Linked DNA regions of Mus musculus: region 1 is linked to region 2. The links are chromatin contacts, called in public HiCAR-type maps. All regions are on one chromosome and are shown on one strand. The core of a region is the stretch at or near the end of the contact, and the rest is flanking DNA. Distances in the headings are between cores, read along the strand shown.

Region 1 (5,381 bases), core at 2,875-5,374, 1.1 Mb before region 2:
TCCAGGGGAAGCCAGTTCATCATAAACCATTTGCAGATGGATGACATCACCTGTTACTGGGAGAACCTCTTGACTGACTATTCCAAATTCCTGTCCTATAATGTAACAAGAAGAAAAGATTATTATCAGATCGTTCCCAGACGTTTGAAAACTGAACTGTAGTATCCATCCCAGGACCAGAATCCTGACAGTGGATCTGAGATGCTCTGTGGTGAAATACCATGATCATGATGCCTGTACCTTGAACACTTTTGGACAAGCCAAACATCCAGTTTTCCTTATCATGTTGAAGCCAGAGGGACTCTTGAGAAAGATCTAGTATGTGTGTAATGAGCAGAAATGAAACAGCTCAGCTCTTTGGAATCATGAGATAAGGCTTTGGAACTGCATTCTAACCATCGTTTTCCTATGATCAGTCACAGCTTGTGCCTCGGGTCATCTACGTGTGTTATCACTGTGAAATGGACTGTGTCCATCTGAAGATGCTTTGTCCTGTTATTTGGAGCAGACCATCCATCGTTTGGAACTAGTACAATACACAAGCAACTCTGAAGTTATTTTAGGTTTGATTCTGTTGCTTTATTTTTATGTAGAAATCCTTTGGAGTTTGTGAAAAATACCACAGCGATTGCTTCCTCTGGAGTCTGAAGGAGGCCAGTGGCTGTGCTCTGTTTTGTAACTGCATAAATTCTCTGGCACTCAGGAGGTTTCCATAATGCCTCAGTGGCATGAGTAACTTCTGCAGTTGGATTTCAGATTCCCATTTTGTGCCTTCATGCCCTTTTTATTCTCTCTGAAGGAGATTAAGAGAAATTTCCCAGTCCTTTCAGGAAGCAGTCTCACTAAAGAACTATGCCTCTGTAATACTAGCACTTCTGAAGCGAGAGGCAGGAAGATGAATTCGTGGCCACCCTCAGCTACACAGGAGTTCAAGGAGAGCCCGGCTACATGAGGTCCTGTCTCACCTTTTGCACATCTTTTATTTTGCCATTTTGAATTTGTAGCAGCAGGATCAGCTCAGTTTGCAGAGACTGCAGTCTTCATATGTGACCATATCATGAAGTGGCAATTTATAGAGCACTCAGCTTTCGCTTTTACTCCGGTATGAGGTTATCCTTGGGCTCCAGCATCACCTCTGAACCTCCTTGGCAGTTGGCGGCTCACATCTGTGTTCTGTGCCACCGTGCTGCTTTGTCGTTACGCGCCTCTTTCCCCCACGCTCTGTACGCTTACTGATGGACGAGAATGACGTTTCTCTGCTCTTGATGTCTCCATTATCAGCACAGTGCCTCACGCAGAGCAGTTACTGAACAGCTATTGGAATGAGTGAGTGGGAATGGATGGATACACTCGCCTGGCCTAACTAAAGTCTATTTTTTAAACTGCTCGGTTGCTTGCTCCAGTGGGGATGAGATACACTGTGAGAAATGGGTCAGTTCAGATCCTTACTTGCCCTGGAGTAGTAAGGAGTATCTGTTTTTAAAAACAACAAAAGTTACTCGGCTCTGACTCTTGCCTGTGTACCTCACTGTAGATGGTATGCGAATGGTGGGTAACAGTATGTCAAGTGTGTGATTTCGAAAATGGTTTGTATGGTCACACTTCTGAAGATTTCTGTTATCATTAATACTGGTTCGGTCCTAAACGTAACCATTGGCTCCTCATTTACTTACTATAGAAAAGACTACTATTGTTTTCAATATAACCGAATATAATATGTTTTGTAAGAGTTGTACTTGGTGAGCCTGGAAAAGAGAACCCATTGACCCAAGAGAAAAGTGACTGTGGGTGGAAAAAGTGGTTGGGTTTGATGAGCAGAACTCAGCTGGGCTGAGGGATAAGCGTTGGTTCTAGACAGAGATGATTGAAACCCTTCACTAATGGTTCCTGTTAGCAAGTCCATGTCCTGAGGATGAGAGAGCTGTGTATGTTAGAGGGTATTTTGACTACATTTTGACTGACAGTATTGCTTTGAGACCCTTCAAGATCAGAGAACAGAGCTGGGCGGTGGTGGCATATGCCTTTATTCCCAGTACTTGGGAGGCAGAGTCAGGTGGATTTCTGAGTTCAAGGCCAGCCTAGTCTACAGAGTAAGTTCCAGGACAGCCAAGACTACACAGAGAAACCCTGTCTCGAAAAACAAAAAACAAAACAAAACAAAAATCAGAGAACAGAAGAGGCGGAGTGTTTCTCTGCTGGTAAAGGAAGGTAAGGTCTGGTAGCTTCGAGAATGTGGGAGGCTGAGTAAGAGAGAGAGTTAAGGTAGAGCGGTGAGATGGACCATCACCAAGGGCCTAGGGAAATTCTCGGTACTAGGTACCAAAGGCAGCTTTTGAGTCTTTGGGGCTAGGATGTAGGTGAGTGGTAGGACACTCGCCTGGCATAGGAGCATTTTCCAGGACCACCTAAATGGAAAAGGGAGCTGAAGAGTTTGTGAAATCTATCTGGTACTAAGGAAGACCTTGTTTGTCTCTACAGGATGTTGGATCCTGGGGACATCTGAGCTATATGTAATGGTTTTTAACATTTTATTTTATGTATTTGAGCACCCTGTCTTCATGCACATCAGAAGGGAAGATCAGATTCCATTACAGATGGTTGTGAGCCACCATATAGTTGCTGGGAATTGAACTCAAGATCTCTCAGAAGAGCAGCCAGTGCTCTTAACCACTGAGCCATCTCTCCAATCCCCATAGGTAAATGATTTTGTTAGTGTTTGCCCAATCTTTGCCCTGTCCTCATTCATGTCGACCCTGATTCTAGAAAGTTCAAGTGCAAAGGATCATTTCCGGGACCTCAAATGTGTCAAAGAAATGCACTCAGCTCTTCTCACAGCTAAGCTAGACAGTCAACACATTCATTTTGTTGGGCTTTCAGGCCCTGGGACCCTAATCCCAGTGACCACCTCTGAAAAATAGACCAAGCAGGCATCAAGCTAGAGCTAGGAATTGGGGTCTGAATAATTCACTCAACATTTAATTACTTCAGGCAAGTGGATCACTGAGATGGAGGCCTGCCTGGTCTTCAGAGCTAATTATGTGACAGCCAGGGCTACACAAGAGAAACCCTATCTTGGACCCTCCTTCCCTCCAAAGAAGATAATTACTTAACATCTACTTCATGGTATAGACTGATTGGTGATTCCTAAGTCCAAATCCAGAGATGAAAGCACAGCTTCAGTCCTCTTGATAGAGATCAGCAAATAGGCAATTATACCACTGCAGTAAATGCTAATGGGGGCTTCATTCACGGCACTTTCCTGAACCTCATCTGTAGAGATGTCCCACAGTCAACTCCCAAATCCTATTACTATATCCTCATGAAAGTTTGTAATCAATCACTTATTTAGGTACTCCGTGGAAGTGACTGTAGAGCACCACCAAGCTGTATATTCATTGTGGTACTTTAACTAGAAAAGAAAAATAGTAGGTGAAAGGGTTTGCAAAGACTATGAGATTTGTGGTAACGACCAATAACTAAATTACACAAAATGATTGGGAATATTTTTACCTTGGTAAACAAGTTTTTTGGTTTTGTCTTGTGTTGAAAGAAACAGGAAATAATAGTTTCAGTTATTAAATGATAATTCTAGATCTTTTGCCTTCTCGGAGCAGTAAGCATACGGATACTTGTAGTGGAGCCCACGTTATGGGGAAAAAAATGCCCACAGCTGATATTTCAAAAATAGTTTTTAAATCTTGGACCTTTTCGGGTGCGCCCTAAGGTTAGACTCTGCTCCGCCCAGGAAGCTCCTCCGGCCCGCCAGGGCGTGGCCTAGAAGCGCATCGCCTACCTCTTTCCCCACTGCGCTTGCAGTGATTAAAGTACTGTCCCCTTCTGCGTGGCCTTCTGCATCTTACATGAGCCATCTCACTTAAGCCCCTGAGCACTTCAAGCTGAGCAGGTCCAGAAGACCAGAGTTACGGGGCGCAAACGCCAAAGGACATCACTGAGATGAAACGAAACGGCCGCCAACTCACTTCCGGGGCTCGACTGATCCCTAACCCTGCGCTACCGAAAGAGCTCTCAGTTCCAGTTTCTACGTCCCGAGCCCCGCCCTCACCCCGCCTTTGCGCGACTAGGGGCGGGGCTTCCGGTCTCCTTTCCGAGAGCTTCCGGAAGTGAGCCGGCTGGGGACCGGATGTGAGGTTCAGTGTCCCCCAACGTGCCGCTAGTGGGCTGTACAGGTCACCCTCTCCCACGGTGCCCGCCGACCCTGGGGTGTCTGTCTCTCTGCGGGTAGGAGGGCGCCATGGGCGCGCCGCCGCCCGCTCCCCGCAGCCGCCTTTGCGGAGCCTGGGGTCCTTTCCCCCGAGTCTTTGCTGCCGGTGCGGTGGCTGCGGATTCCCCAGGCTTTGTGGAGGATCGGGAGCAGCGTTCAGGTGTCTCAGACCCCGGTTCCCTGGAATCCGGATGGGACCGCCTCCGGCAGCTGTTTGCCAAAGAGTAAAAATGTCTCGGGTGTGTGGGGAGGGATGCTCGGGGGACGGCCGCAGCCCGGGCGAGCTCCAGCGCGCGGTCCCTGCGACGCTGAAAGTTCTCTCTGCCCGGATAGTGTCCGACCTGGTTGACATGCAGCCTTCTGAGTCGGATTCACTCAGAGTCACACTCTTAAGACAGTATCGTTCTCGTGAAACCAGTACCCTAACTTTACATATTAGAAAAATTGGATTCATTCGATTATTGTCATGTAGTATCACTGGGAACTATATTGTGAAGTCTACACTAATATTGTTTTTTCGTATTTCGTTTGATTTTTCTTTGTCAGTAATGGCTTTATATACTCCAGAAGCTGGAAGGACAGAGAGAATTGTTAATTTATCATTATTATTTTGCACAAGAAAAAAAAAAAAAACAGTGACAACTGTTCTCCTCCTCCTCCTCTCCGCACCTTCCAGCAGCTCTGCCCCCTTGTTCCCACCTCCATTGTTAAGAACTACTTGTATGTGGGGGTCGGTATTTGGGTATGGGCAGTAGAGTGCACATGCCCTCAGCCAGAGGTGTCAGATTCTCCTGGATCTGGAGTTACCTGGAGTCACAGTTACAGGGGTTCTAAGAACTGAACCCGGATCCTTTGTAAAACTAGTACACGATCTTAGCTGCCAAGCCATCCCTCTAGTCCCCCAACTCTCCTTTTTGAGACAAGAGTTTTGCTGTGCTTGTAGACCAAGCTGGCCTGAAACTCAAAGCTACAATCCATTCTCAACCTCCCAGATTTTGGGATTACAGCCGGGTCTTCTGGGATTCTGGGCCGAGCCTCTCTTTTTTTTTTTTTTTTTTTTCCCTGATGGGGGTTGGTCATCTGCCACAGATGTTACACGCCCAGCTCCATCTCCCTTTGCAGAAGATACTAAAATAAACTATGTGAGGAGTAAATGATT
Region 2 (4,990 bases), core at 1,598-4,097:
TTCATCAAGTACTCCTTTCTATTAGAAGTGTCACATGAGTATAGTTTTTTGTGCAATTTTTTTGATTGCTCTTTCAGTGTAGAAAAGTAGCTTAGATCCCCCTCATTGTTGGCTTGAGTCCAAGATTGTAACTCCTTAAAGTGAGCTGTACTTTCTTTTCGACACATATTCTAAACACCTTCCAGTTTATTAGCTTTGTTGATTTGATTATTAGATTTGTGATTTACTTATTTTGTTGCAAGTATCAAGCTCAGGCCACTTTTCTTTCATATAGCTCTTTATACTTGTCACATGGGCAGGAAGAAGCCAGGAGTGATCATTACTTAACCCAGCTCTAGCATTTTCTATATTGTTTATAGGCTATATTGTATCTTCTGATCTCATTCCCTTTCCCAAATGTTTATACAATAACACCCTGTTGCTTTTTAACTCAGGATGGAATGTGCATTCACAAATATTTCATTATGATTCATGTAGTAAGATTCTTTTTACTGTTTCCCAACATACAAGGTGCCTCCTGCCTTTTGTTATCTTATATTCAAGTTAACATATGCTGGATATTCACCATGTATAAGTTATTGTGCTACTGTAGAGAATTGCTAATATTTAAAATTATGCCAGAGAGTCCTAACTATAGTATTTCATTTTATTTTTAATTTTATGTGTGTGTTTATTTAGGAGAATGAAAGCACAGCCCTGCACAAGTTAGACAAATGTTTTACCACCGAGTCACCTTACCAGCTGTTTTAACTTTCTAATATTTATTGGAAACGTGTATATTTTGACACAACATTTCTTCTACTTTTCATACCTATTTGTCATCCCATCTGGACTGCTGTGTGTTTTATAGCTTTTTTTTTTAACTTAGCAGGTTGTTGAATTCCCTTCATGATCTTTGTTAACTTGTTTAATATGCTTTTCCTTTATCAGTTCTGGTTTTTTTTTTTTTTCATAGAATACATTTGTGATAGTATGATGCTTGTGATGAGTGACCTAAGTTTTGTTTGTAAACATTTTATGTCTCTTTGCTGAACTGGAATATCTTCTTCCTTCACTTTTACCAAAAGGCCAGACCTCCACATGCTGTGGGCTTGTTTTCATATTGACCCTTAAGTAGGTAGGTCAAATTTTGCTGAAGCAAAGAAAGCATTCTAAATCCATCACTCTATTTAATAATGGTTAACTCACCAAATCGCCTCCTTTCAAAGAAAAGCTAGACGTAAAAAGAGGAAGAAAATCTTTTAGCTCTCATTAACTCCGATGTTTGGAAATGAACAATGGGCCAGAAAGGAAAAAAAAAAAAAAAAAAAAGGCAACAGGAGACAGCAAAAGACAGGTATTGTTAGGTATCTGATATAGGATTTAGAAGCACTTCAAGATCCAGTTTATAACACATATGAAATTTGTTTCCATACTTATTTTTCACTCCTCCCAAGCATGATAAGTTAGATATCATCTCATAAATCTTTATCTTATAGCCAGTAACTAATCCATTGTCTAAAGCCCTTTGAATGCTCTTTCTAAGAGAAATACTGTGCCAGGTACTAAATTAACTAGAAGCACAAAGTTCTACTCCTTAATGGTTATTAAGAAAATCACTATCTGGGTTTGACCGTGAAAGTGTGAGAGGGTTACAAAAAGAAGTGCTGCAAGTGTTAAGGAGTAGAACATTCAAAATGAGAATGTGAATACCGAGCTGAGTTTCCGAAAATCTGAGCGCGATTTGATCGCCATGGTTTCTTTGCTATTTGCCTGAGTAATTCATAAGGCATTCAAGTCTTCCCTTTCTCCCCTCTCATCTCTGACAGAGAAAGGGATGGGTCTGGAAGTGGTGTTTCATACCTAAGATGTAGGACAGTAAATATTTGGGACGATTTCTAATGATCCCTGTTGCTTAGATTAAAGTGTACAGTTAGTTATGGACCTTGAGCCTTTTACCAAAAGCCAGTCAGGGCTCAGAACTACATCACCTTCTTCACAATGGTGCGATGTTTCTTTTTCCTGTATGGAATAGAGTATTTTCCAAAATGATTCAAATGAGAAAAAAGCTTAAGATGCATCTTGTCATGATTTGAGAGAAATGTTTCCTCAAAAATTTAATTTGTCTATGTGGAGAAGGGGAACGCTGGTCTATTTCCATAGGCTGTATAAAGTAGGCAAATCATTTCCTTAAGATTTGGAAGCCAACATTTCCACCGAAAACCAATTCATTTTGGTACAGATGACTTAATGGAGAGAACTAACAGTTTGTAGGGATTATTTACAAATCTACGTTCAACGCATATAGCAGGGCAGCGAGATCGTCTATTAGATGCACCTGGCCCTGGTGAGCAGAAATAGATTCAAGGGGTGCTGGGGGGTGGGGGAAGGCTGCAAAATAAGCCCGGTCCAAAAGCCGGGTCCACAATACAGTCCAGAGCACGACCTAAGGTAACCCTTTCTGCAGCCTGGGACTCCCGGAGCGCAAGTTCTCAAGCTTGCAAGCATTCTATTGATTCACACTTGCGTCCTTCAACAGGTAGCACCAATTACAGCCCCCAAAGCACGGCGCCAAGGCATACTGGCTAGTATGGCTGTCAATCAAATACATCACCTACTTTCCTAAATGATCCCCTCCTCCTGTCACTGGCTTTTTCTCTGACCTATCCCCAAACTTCTTTCCTGCCTGGAATCCCTAAGACTTAGGTCAGTGGAGCTTGTGATTGGCGAGAGGATGTCCCGCCCCCCTGGTGCCCAGAGTGCCCCGCCCCCGGCGCGAGAGTCTGGGAGGGAGGAGGGTGCGGGCCGACTGGGGCGGGGCCTACCTCCCACGGCGGGGGCGGAGCCTGAGACAGACCCGCCCGCTCGGTTAGGACCTCGGAGAGCGCCAGGCACCAGGACCAGAGGGACCCGAGAAGCGGCCGGATCCGGGCTGGACCTTCGCCCGCCTGTGAGCCTGCAGCCTCCGCGCCCTCCGCCTCACGGGCTGGCCGGCGGCTAGTGGCGTCTGAGGAAGGTGCTAAGTCTGGGGTCCCCAGGGACACCCGTGCTGTCCCATCGCGGCTTGCCCTCACACCTGTGCGCACGCCTGTGTGTGTGTGTGTGTGTGTGTGTGTGTGTGTGTGTGTGTGTGTGTGTGTGTGCCTGTGCAAGAGGGAGAGCGCGCCCGCGCAGCTGTCTGAGGTGCGTGTGGCTTCCCGGCTGTCTGTGAGGGCTCCAGGGCTCGTAGCCCGCGGTGGTAGCCTCAGCGCCCTGCTTGGCTGGGAGGGAGCGAGAGAGCCAGCTCTGCGCGCCCCGCAGGCTGAGGCGGGACTCGGGCCGCAGGCGTCACCGCCTCACATCCCCCGGAGAGCCGCTGCTGTGCAGAGGGGGAGCCGGGCGGGGAGGGGACACGGGAGACCAGAGGCGGGAGAGGGGCAGAAGAGAGGAGCTGGGGACAGGTGGAGGCAGGCGGTCCCCGCTCGCCCCTCCCGTCGGCTGTGGCCGTGAGTCACCGCAGATGTTTTGGGGTCTAGGTTTTTGGGTATATGGGATGGAAAAAAGCCATTTTTTTTCCTGTCCCCTAGTTTCTATTGAGAAAAAGGAAGCTTTGAAGATGATGGGATTGTGTGGGGGGGAGCCCCAAACATGGTGGAAGAGTAAATACTGGTTCCCCTACAACATCGTTTTTTCCGATAATAAAAATTTATGAGTTGACCCTGAAGAAGGAAAGCCCCCCTTTCAGAACAGTCCATAGGGTCTTGGTCTGTTGGGCTCTGGTTTGATTGTATAATAATGATGATATAATGCTAATGACGATGATGACACGGCCTTTTATTTTTACCCCAGTGCTGATAAAGCATAGCTACAGCTGGGGATAAAGCCCTTGAAAATCTGAATGTGCGAAGGAAGGAATACTGTTGCTCTTGGAGTTGTGTTCTCTTTATCTTATAAAGATATCCCTTTTAAAGTTAAAATTTGAGGACATGAAGCCCGAACCCCTCTTCCCCGTCGATTACATCCAATGCTCATAAAATGGGGACTAGCTACTCCTGCCTTGACTAATGAAAAGATAGAGGCTTTTGCCCCGTAAAATTCCATGTTTGTGACCACTTCTCTTTTCCTTTTAATTTTTCGACAGTGTTTAAAATGAAGAAGTTTAATTTCCGAAAAGTTTTGGATGGCTTAACTGCCTCTTCCCCTGGCAGTGGTAGCAGCAGTGGCAGTAACAGTGGTGGGGCTGGAAGTGGCTCTGTCCATCCAGGAGGGACTGCAGGGCTTCCGAGAGAGGAAATTCAGGAAAGCCTGACTTCAGACTATTTCCAGATTTGCAAGGTAAGTTTTGAATTGGCTTTAGGGCCTGTTATATTTCTACTTTACTGTTGTGAAGAAACAAGGAGACACACACACACACACACATACATTTGCAGGGCTGGAAATTGTTGAGACGTCAGTATCAAAGAGCCTAGTACTAAGTTGATTTGAATGAATAAAAACACTTTAGATATTAACTTTGGCATCGGTTTATAAGCAACAATGGTATTTTAAAGAGAAGGAAAAGACACACAAAAAGTAGTATTTCCAAGGTGTTAAAGCCAAATAAGTGGACAAAATACGTTTGTGTATACGTACTAAACTGAAGGAGAAATGACAGCCATTTGGCTTCCTGGGTTTTCATTCTGAGAAACTGTTATTCCTTTTCTCTGTCTAGTTGTAAAATGAATAAGGCTCTCAACATGTTGCTAGAATTAAGTAGATAATAGATTAATGTGCCCAGTGACAGTGTTCTAAAATTCTAGATATTAGAAAAAAAGGGATCTTAGACCCTTGATAAGCATACAAATCCTATGGGCTCAATTCTTGTGAGAACTCAGAATTCCCAGAAAAGCAAAGCAACGTGTTCTGATTCAGAGGAAAACATTTAGGCCATTATACTTTGATTTTGAGCTTCCAATGAACAAGCAGAATTTTGGACAGGGAAAGAAGATGAGAAATAGTAAAAAAAAAAAAATGTAACATTGCTATATAAAGA

Evidence for each region. HiCAR-type assays count read pairs that join an accessible place to other places.
Region 1: a contact with region 2 is called in a HiCAR-type map of astrocytes, with 4 times the contacts expected there. The contact joins the promoter of Timmdc1 here to the promoter of Stxbp5l in region 2. A contact is called at or near these places in 2 of 39 promoter capture datasets (cranial neural crest and hippocampal neurons) and 1 of 115 datasets of contacts at active chromatin or transcription factors (astrocytes).

The regions. Positions count from the first base shown.
Region 1 is chr16:38,521,406-38,526,786 of GRCm38.p6, reverse strand. Timmdc1 (translocase of inner mitochondrial membrane domain containing 1) reads left to right here and starts at 4,124. Exons shown (of 7, transcript NM_024273.2): 1 at 4,124-4,446. The coding sequence starts at 4,253. It overlaps Poglut1 (protein O-glucosyltransferase 1), which reads left to right. Exons shown (of 11, transcript NM_172380.4): 11 at 6-1,729. The coding sequence ends at 162.
Region 2 is chr16:37,382,815-37,387,804 of GRCm38.p6, reverse strand. It overlaps Stxbp5l (syntaxin binding protein 5-like), which reads left to right and starts at 2,847. Exons shown (of 28, transcript NM_172440.3): 1 at 2,847-2,995; 2 at 4,100-4,293. The coding sequence starts at 4,108.